Linked DNA regions of Mus musculus: regions 1 and 2 are each linked to region 3. Evidence: chromatin contacts called from public HiChIP or PLAC-seq and promoter capture Hi-C data. All regions are on one chromosome and are shown on one strand. Each heading gives the region's core, a stretch centred on a gene start, on an enhancer-like site or on the middle of the called end of the contact. The rest is flanking DNA. Distances are from core to core; before and after follow the strand shown.

Region 1 (2,853 bases), core at 257-2,756, 300 kb after region 3:
AGAAGAGACAGGAAGAGTACTGAGTAGAGAGGAAGAAACTGGGAAAATATGTCAAGTAGGAAATTCAAAAATGGTCCAAATCAACCAACAAATATCACAGGTACATGGAGCCAAGTGTCTTAGGTTCTAGAAGTTCAAAGAGGACAGGAAGTTTCAGCTGAAGGGGTGGGGCCTATGAGAAAGAAATACAGTGTTGCCTTTAAAGGTGATAATGTGTCTACCACAGAAACTGTGTCAGACACATGGCACTTCAGTAGCAGCATGTTGGGACACACACACACACACACACACACACACATCCCCGAAGGGATGCATACTTCCCTCTTGACACCTTAGACAGTAAGTTGATTGCATGCTATAAAGTAGGGGCTTATCCAAAGACAAAAAGGGAACTTCAACAGCAAAAACAAATAAGACTTTTATATTTTAAATGCTTTCAGGCAAACACAAGTCCATTGAGAGGTCATTTTCAACAGTGTTAAGTAAACTTAGTGCTGGGTGCACTGAGGAAGTCATTTGTAGGGGAGAAGAAAGCGGTAAGTAAAAGCCAGCTGTGGCTTCGGGATCCTTTGGGCCACGAAGACCTGACTTAGTGGCCTGATCACAGCAACAGTGTTTGATCTGTGATGACAGCTTCGGCACCCTTCTGGAAATGTCCTGGAAGTATGGATCCTTTCAAAGGCACTAAAGCTCAGCCCAGTTTGAGGTCAAAGCTAGTAACAAGGTCCGGGGCTCAGGACAAGAGGTGTATTACCTGGCTCACTGATCCGTAATTGGCCACTCTCTGTTCCGTATACAAGGAAGCAGAGGTTCTGGAGGGCTGCATGGGGAGCCAGCTAGCTCTGCTCTCACCTGTGCTTTTAACCCCTTCCTAAACCATGGGGGCCCACCCAGGGCTCCTGACAACCAACAGAAGACAGGGTTCACCAGGGATAAAGGGCCAGACCCTTTGGGGCTGAAAAACTAAGATACAATTCCTTTTCTTTATCTCCTTCTCTTTGTGCCTCTACTTTTTATGGTGGAAATACCAGGCACACACACACACAAAGTAAAAGCAGCCAGGAACACTTACTGTCATGAACTGAACTGGTTCTTGGCCAGTCTGCTTCCATGTGCACCTTCACTTGCCCCTGTGGCCAGAAATGGGTCTCTGGTGTATATCACCCGAAGGCTTACAGTAAGAGTCACTGACAGAAGTCAGTCACTGTCATATAACCATGGCAGGCTTGAGCCCTCATCTTTCTGACATGGACAGTGGGTCTAAGTTTGCAGAATGGCCCCTGAAACAACCTGAGCCATGCATACTGAATCAACTCTCAAAGACAGAAATTGGGGTGTTTTCTTTTTCCTCCTAACAGGGCTGCAGCCTCCGGGGCTCTCGCCATCCATCCCCAGCTAAGGAAATGTTTGACATTTCAGAATGAAACTGACAGTTGAACTCCTGGGAGCCTGCCAGCTTCTAAACAATGAGCGCTCTGGGCCCAGCCCTAGCTCAGAACACCTGCAAGGCTCGGCTTTGGGTCACTTCCTCTGCATTTCACTCAGCTCCTGCCATGGCACTGCCGGCACCTGGCCAGGCAGATGTTTGCTCCCAAGACTCAAGCGTCCCTTTGAGGGGCAGGCACGAGGTGCCAAGGGTCAGGTTACAAGGGTCGGGGAAATGTCCGTTTCCTTTGGTCAGTTTACCAGATGAGTATCCAACACTTGGGATATTTACAAGTCTAGCATATGGCAACTTAAAGAGATGTAAGAAAACAAACTCCCTTTCAGATTAGGAAGGGACATTAATTAACACTGTGGCTTTGGAACAGGGACGTGTTTTCTGAAGATTGTTCATCTGGATTAATGGCCCATGCTCCCCCCCCCCCCCCCAGTGAAACACTGGAAACCACTGAGTGACAGCATGTGCTGCCAACACCCCCACTGCAGCAGAGAGCAGGTAACCGCCCTCACTGTTCACTGGCTAGGTGGGGGAAAAAAAAAGGAAAATTTGGAGGCCAGCTTTTCTAGGGAATGGTAGCCATTTTCACAAGGGCATCCTTGTCCAGAAGTTCTTTATATGCAGGGTTTGTCATAAGACAAGCCATCCTGACTCCCTGCTACTTGTTTTGAACCAAAATGCACGTTCTCATCGCTTGCCTTGTGTGTCACACTGTGCAGAGTCGTGGCCACCAGGCCAGCCCCACGCAGCCACCACCTGTGAGGATGAGACACGTGTGACTAACGCCTGCGGCGGATGAGTTTCCTCTCACAGTTGTGCTGTCAAAGGTGACATTTGCTTAAGCATCAGCCAGTTGGTTCTTGCAGATCAAACATAGATTTTAGAAATATTTTATTTTAGTTTTGCAGCAGGCTCTGGAGCCAAAGGTGGGGATTGAGCAGGACAAAAGACAGAACTGGGATATTTATTTTCAAAAGTTCATGTAAATGTCCCCTTGAATCCCAGTACTAGGTAAATAAGCCAAGAAAGAAGAGGACCGTGGGCGAAGATGAATGTGTTTGCTTTTTGCTCGTTTGAATTAATTGACAGCTGGAAAATGCAGCCTACTCTGACGCAGTCGATGCTACTTGCCTGCTCGTGGTGTGGACATCACAGCTTTCCACCAAGCGACCTCACAGCTCAGCAGGCCAGACAGCCAGACACTGGTGGGCAGGACAGCACTTCCCGCCCCTGGTCTCATCCTTCCTGAGGGTACTTTACCTCACGGGTGTACGTGTTAATTGCCTTTAGTAAAGTTTTCATTAAAACACCAGGCAAAAGGCAAGAAGAGCCTCCCATGAGTTTGGTTTTGTTCTTGTCTGACATGCAAACCATCACTCCGAGCTTTTCTTTCTCTTTCTCGGCTGAGGTGG
Region 2 (2,700 bases), core at 68-2,567, 490 kb after region 3:
GATTCAAACTTGGATTCAAATAAACACGTCCCATGAGGAACAGAAACAAGGCAAGAACATCTATTTTCAAACCTGTACTAGGCTGCAGCAAGTACAATATGGCAAGAGGAATACACAGAAGGCATCTGCAATGAAATTAGAAAATCCAATTGTCTTACTCATAGAAAAACCCGCAGATTCCACACATAAGCTACTAGAGCACACTAGGGAGAGTGGGCACAGTTGCGTGATCCACAGACAACACAGATATAAACAGCGGCTTTATATATGAGCAATAATCAGACACTGGACATTTAAAATGCTATTTACAATACAAGCGTAAAATATGTAGGGATAAACCTGACCAAGGGCACGTGAGGCGTGCATCATGAAAACTAAAAAGCAATGCTAAGAAAAATGAAAGACTATGTGAGATTTACTTAGTGATAATCCAGATTACGGATTGAGGATTCTTGCTGATGTCACATTAGTTCTCTTCTAAAGAACCTAAATATGTCATCTCAATCAAAATTACATGTGCCTTGATGCCATTTAAAAAAAAATTCAAAGCTGACTTTAAAATTCAAATACAAGTATGAAAAACCAAAGTATACAAAAATACCAAGAAAAAGAATAAAGTCTGATGTCACATGTCACTTGGTTTAGTGATCTATCAGAGAAGCACAAAGCTCATGCCCCCTTAAAACAAGCAGATTATTGGAGAATAGAGCAAAGAGACAGGGCCATATATGTTTATACATGTATGTGTATACATGCATATATGTATATACATGTATATATGTACATGGCCATTTGATTACCTTTGACATTCATCAGTGAAAGCATTCTTTTTATTTTATTTTTTGAATGGCTCGAAGCCAGAAGGATATCCAAATGGAAAATGCACCTGTGCCTATATAACAATTCAAAAGAGATCTGAGAGACTTGACGTGAAAACCTGACATTATAAAGTTACTAGAGATGAAAAGGCAATAAATCTTGTGGCTTTAACCTACTGAATGTTTTCTTCGATGTAATCAAAACAAAAATCACACAAGAAAAAAACCTGATCAACTGGACTTAACAACATCCGTAGTCTGAAAACTGTCACTGAGAGACGCTTGTCACCTTGTCGCCGCCCAGCCAGCCGCCCTTGCAGGATCTTAAGGAAACTAATTTTCCTTCTAAAAACAAAACCCAAAGCTATCTGACAAGAGAACGGTGAGGGGGACATATGAAAATATCTTACAGGTTAATGAAAGAGGAAGAGAAAACTAAAGACATCTTAGGGGAATAAAAAAATCAGCATGTGTGAAGAAGAGTCACGTGACAATTCAGATGCATTTAAAAATTAGCCATAGAGAAAGAAGCCAGATCCCCTTCCCCCAAAGAGGGTAGATACTGTATGAGTGTACTCCGTGAAACTGGAAAATAGAAACCAATTAACAGCGACAGAAAGCAGATCAGCCGCTGTCGAGGAATTGGGGAGAGACAACAGGAAGAACAGGAAGACCCTCAGAGGTAGGCGGAGGAACTTCTGCAAGCTGTGTGCACTATCTTGACTCCAGTGATGCTTTCTTCAAACATACACGCACATGTGTATGTGCTGGGCTTACATGCAAACACATGTGTATACTGTGTCAAAGTTCATCTAATCGTTGAGTTTGTGCTGCTTATGATAATGCCAATTGTATTTCAGTAAATACGTCTGTAGAAAGAGCAGCAGGCACCCTGACATGGGAAAAAGCCATAACATTAAGTTGAAAACTATGAAATGTTCACATAGTGAGATAGCTATGTACCTCACGTGCTATTTACATGTGTACTTAAATACTAAACATACACATAGATGTATACTAAACACAGACATAGATGTAATGCAAGCGGGACTGTGGATACACATACTAATCCACCTCTAGTTTTGAGACTGGAGAGGCATCACAAAGTACTCTCTGTCTTGTCTGTCCCAAATCTTGCCTGAACCCATAGCAACAGTACATTACTTCTGAAAGTTTAAAAAATGAGAAACTTTAAAAACAGCACACTTTAAAGCAAAAGTGTGGAACCTACAAATAAAAAGGTAAAACAAACAAACAAACAAACAAACAAACAAACAAAAAACCCTGATGGTCCAGATGAAGTTGAGGGTAAAAGCTGATGTGATGACCATGGAGTCAGAGCAGCAATGAAGTCGTTGCCTCAAGCAGCTTGAGGCCAAAACCAAGAGCTTTACTTTTGGACTCTAGCTTTCAGTAGAGATAAAGAATAGTCAAGCACAGCAGAATAGCCAGGCTTGTGAGCCACAGTCCTGGAGCAATAGGTACCTTGAATAATTTTCTGCTGCTGTTGTCGGATCTCATCAAAACCCAAACCTCTGGTCTCCTCCGGCTCCTCACAGAGCCAAGGGTTGGGAGTTCCTCGCTTTGCTTCTTCGCTCATCAGGCTGGACCTGAGAACAATAGCAAGCACATTACATATCTCACAAAACACAACCGGCTGAAAATCACTGTGACGAGCACGGAGCTGGCCAGCCTGGCACGCTTTGCAAAGCCATCTCCACAATTTATCGCACTCTTAGTTTATTCTAGGGACCATGCCCAGGGCTGTAAGAGATCTGAGGCTAGGCTGTGGTCCCCAGACAATTACACAGCATTCTACTAACCCTCCAAAGATGGTGGTAAATTAGGTTGTTAAGTCTCAAACCACAAGGCCATCGGGAAG
Region 3 (2,700 bases), core at 22-2,521:
TTTTGCTTTTCTGGGCCTCAGTTTACCCCACCACTTGTGATGTATTGAGATGGCTTTGTTAAGTATGGCGCTTTTGGAGGCCATTATCTGGCCTTGAGGGACCATAAGTATATTCTTCAACCCTTCTGTGTCTCAGTTTCCCTACCTGTAGAATGGGTATAACAATGCCAACCTCACAGGGTCAGAAGAGGCACACAGAAGCTAACAGGAACACGAGGGTCGAGAACACCTGACCAGTGCAGAGTTAAGTGTGGTTGAGGTGGGTTTAACCCAGCTGGCATTCACTGAAGCAGCTGTGGCCACAACTACCTTTCCAGGGGCTATTCAGAGCCTCAAGTGTGCCTGCAGGTAGAACACGGAAGAAACTTCCTGTGCCTCAGGCAGGAGGCAGAGGATGGTTTGTGCCTGGAGAGGCAGCTTTCTGTACTTGGACTTTACTGAAAGAGGTGAAGAGAGAGATTCAGAAATGGGGGGGGGGCGGGAGGGGGGAGCAGATCTACCCACATCCCCCCCCCCACACACACACACACGCATAAACACATAGAAACAGGAAGTTCTCTTCCCAAGGATCTGCGTATCTTCCAGTCCACAGGGTTTCTCTGTCGCTGTGGTAAAACCCTGGCTAAGACCCAGCTTGGTGGGAGGAGTTTATTTCACCACATGACTCCCAGGTCCCAGCCCATCACTGAGGGAAGACCAGGTAAGCCACTCACTGGCTCACTACCCATGGTCACTTAGCTTCAGCCTGGCCAGTGGTGGCAACAGAGCAGGATCACCTGCTCAGGGGTGGCACCCGCTCACAGTGGGACGGGCCTCTCATGTCACCCATTCATCAAGACAATACTGCAGACATGCCCACAGGACAGTCTGCTGAAGAAAATCCCCCAGTTGATGTTCCCTCCTCCAAATGACTCTAGTTTGTATCACATTGACAAAAACCTAACCAGTGCCTGGCATTTCCTGTATGCCTGGGCGGAACCCCCCATCCCCACCCCCTTCTCTCTCAACTCTGAGCAAGCAGGGGAGTTGGGAGCATCCTTGCCCTGGAGCTCTTAGCCATTGATGGAGTCGCCATTTGGTTCTTAGGGAGAGGTAATGGACCACTTGGTTTCAGGCCCCAGCTGCCTAAGAGCAAAGGAGGCTCAGGCATTGTTTCTGGGGGTGTCCCCTTTCCAGGAGAGTTTGAAGGTCCCCATTTAACTCAGCAGGCCAGAGTTAACCACAACTCTGGCTTTTTCCGCTCAGTGCACCCCAGGGGACAGGCAGGTTTCTTAGACTACCGTCTTAGTAGCATGATGCCTGCTACACACTTCCTCTCAGACACCCCGCAACACCCCTGGGAATAGAACTGCCTCCCCTTTTAGGGGTAGGGAGAAGCTTGCAGATGTGGTGAGGTGGCCAATCACGCAAGTTCAAGGTGTCCGAGAGACCCACGGGAAACACCCGGACTCAGCCTACAGCTTGCGACCATACCGTGCCAAGCTCAGCTGAGACTAGATGAACCCTAAGTGTCTGTGGCTGCGTGGGGAAGAATGACATGCACGGCAGCCTACTGATGCCAAGCTGCAACCTCCTTAGAGCCTTCCCCCTCCATCCAATGCAGCTATTCTGGGATGTTGGAGTTGGTGTCCGCCAGTGTCCAACACCTCCTCTTCCCCCTTGTATGCCGAGTGTAAAGGCCGCCCTCAGGTGTGTATGGCCATTACCTCTTCCCTTGCTCTCCCTAGTATGATGGGCCCAGGTCCTCTATCTCTTGTCAGTGACAGGAGCCTCAGGCCCATGGGGACATCAGGATATACAGGCTTATGTTTCTCAAGTGAAGTAATACAGGAAACTGTAGAGATGTATAGGATTTTGTTGTTGTTTGTTTGTTCTGGGAGTCCGTGTGTATGATGAGGCTGAAATGGAGGAGTATCAATGAAATTTTAGCACAGATATATATTGTGCAGAGTGGAAAATTACAAATAAACTATATAATCTCCAAAAGCCTTACTTATGCTAAAATTTATTTTTATTGTATTGTTTGTGTGTGTGTCTGTCTGTGTGTGCGTGAATGCCTTCAGAGGCCAGAAAAGGGCATCAGATTCAAGTTGGAGGACAGGCAGTTGTGAGCCACCCTATGTGGGTACAGGGAACTGAACCTGGGTCCTCTGGAAGAGCAGCGAGGGCCACTGACTTATCCCTCCAGCCCTGAAGTGATACATGTAAACTCTGACATGCTCCAACATAACTATAGATGACCAAATATACAATAAATCAATTTTATTTGATAATAATATTAAAATCGCATTCACTGATTCATATTGATCATACAGTAGAACAATATGCTCACACAGCAGGTTAAAGCACACCGGTATATATGGCTGGACACTGCTCCGGAACCTGGCAGATATACCGTCAGCTAGGACTGGGGGTGACAACATAGTGGCTCCATCTGGTCTCTCAAGTCAGGAGCCCTCTGCAGTTTCCTTGGGCTTCTACAAACCGAGGTCTTTGGTGCAGAACATGATGGTAAGAACTCTGTGGCAACTTGTTATGTTTCCAAGGTTCCTTACTCACTGGTGCCAGGCCAAGGCCTGAGCCAGCCCACCACCTTATCGCTCCAGCCACATCTTGTCCACTTGTCCAGCCCTCCGGTCTGACAGATTTAAACTTCAGGCTCTTGCTGTATTGGGTTCCATGCATGTCTCTACCGTTAGA

What was found. Promoter capture Hi-C pulls out the DNA fragments that hold promoters and counts their contacts. HiChIP or PLAC-seq counts read pairs in DNA pulled down with a chosen protein or histone mark.
Region 1: a promoter capture Hi-C map of pre-B cells shows a contact between it and region 3. The contact joins two enhancer-like sites. A contact is called at or near these places in 2 of 39 promoter capture datasets (pre-B cells and stem cell-derived epiblast-like cells), 3 of 484 Hi-C or Micro-C datasets (the N1E-115 cell line, embryonic fibroblasts and embryonic stem cells) and 1 of 115 datasets of contacts at active chromatin or transcription factors (embryonic stem cells).
Region 2: a contact with region 3 is called in an H3K27ac HiChIP or PLAC-seq map of large pre-B cells, with 5 times the contacts expected there. The contact joins two enhancer-like sites. A contact is called at or near these places in 8 of 39 promoter capture datasets (the 3T3-L1 cell line, the C10 cell line, the SN4741 cell line and 4 more), 2 of 15 datasets of contacts at CTCF or cohesin (large pre-B cells and stem cell-derived epiblast-like cells), 9 of 484 Hi-C or Micro-C datasets (the G1E-ER4 cell line, the N1E-115 cell line, embryonic fibroblasts and 3 more) and 1 of 115 datasets of contacts at active chromatin or transcription factors (large pre-B cells).

The regions. Positions count from the first base shown.
Region 1 is chr11:68,198,649-68,201,501 of GRCm38.p6, reverse strand. The region is part of intron 7 of Stx8 (syntaxin 8); the gene reads right to left. Among named protein-coding and RNA genes, the nearest start is that of Mir6406, 21 kb to the left of the region's middle. Within about 2 kb of position 1,506, at least 77 of the 459 cell types and tissues checked have an H3K27ac peak or open chromatin away from gene starts, as enhancers often do. A contact at or near this core is called in pre-B cells, where this site is marked.
Region 2 is chr11:68,011,043-68,013,742 of GRCm38.p6, reverse strand. Stx8 (syntaxin 8) reads right to left here. Exons shown (of 8, transcript NM_018768.3): 5 at 2,304-2,428. Among named protein-coding and RNA genes, the nearest start is that of Stx8, 46 kb to the right of the region's middle. Within about 2 kb of position 1,317, at least 4 of the 459 cell types and tissues checked have an H3K27ac peak or open chromatin away from gene starts, as enhancers often do.
Region 3 is chr11:68,497,397-68,500,096 of GRCm38.p6, reverse strand. It overlaps Pik3r5 (phosphoinositide-3-kinase regulatory subunit 5), which reads right to left. Exons shown (of 19, transcript NM_177320.2): 19 at 2,251-2,700. Among named protein-coding and RNA genes, the nearest start is that of Pik3r6, 4.3 kb to the left of the region's middle. Within about 2 kb of position 1,271, at least 63 of the 459 cell types and tissues checked have an H3K27ac peak or open chromatin away from gene starts, as enhancers often do. A contact at or near this core is called in pre-B cells, where this site is marked.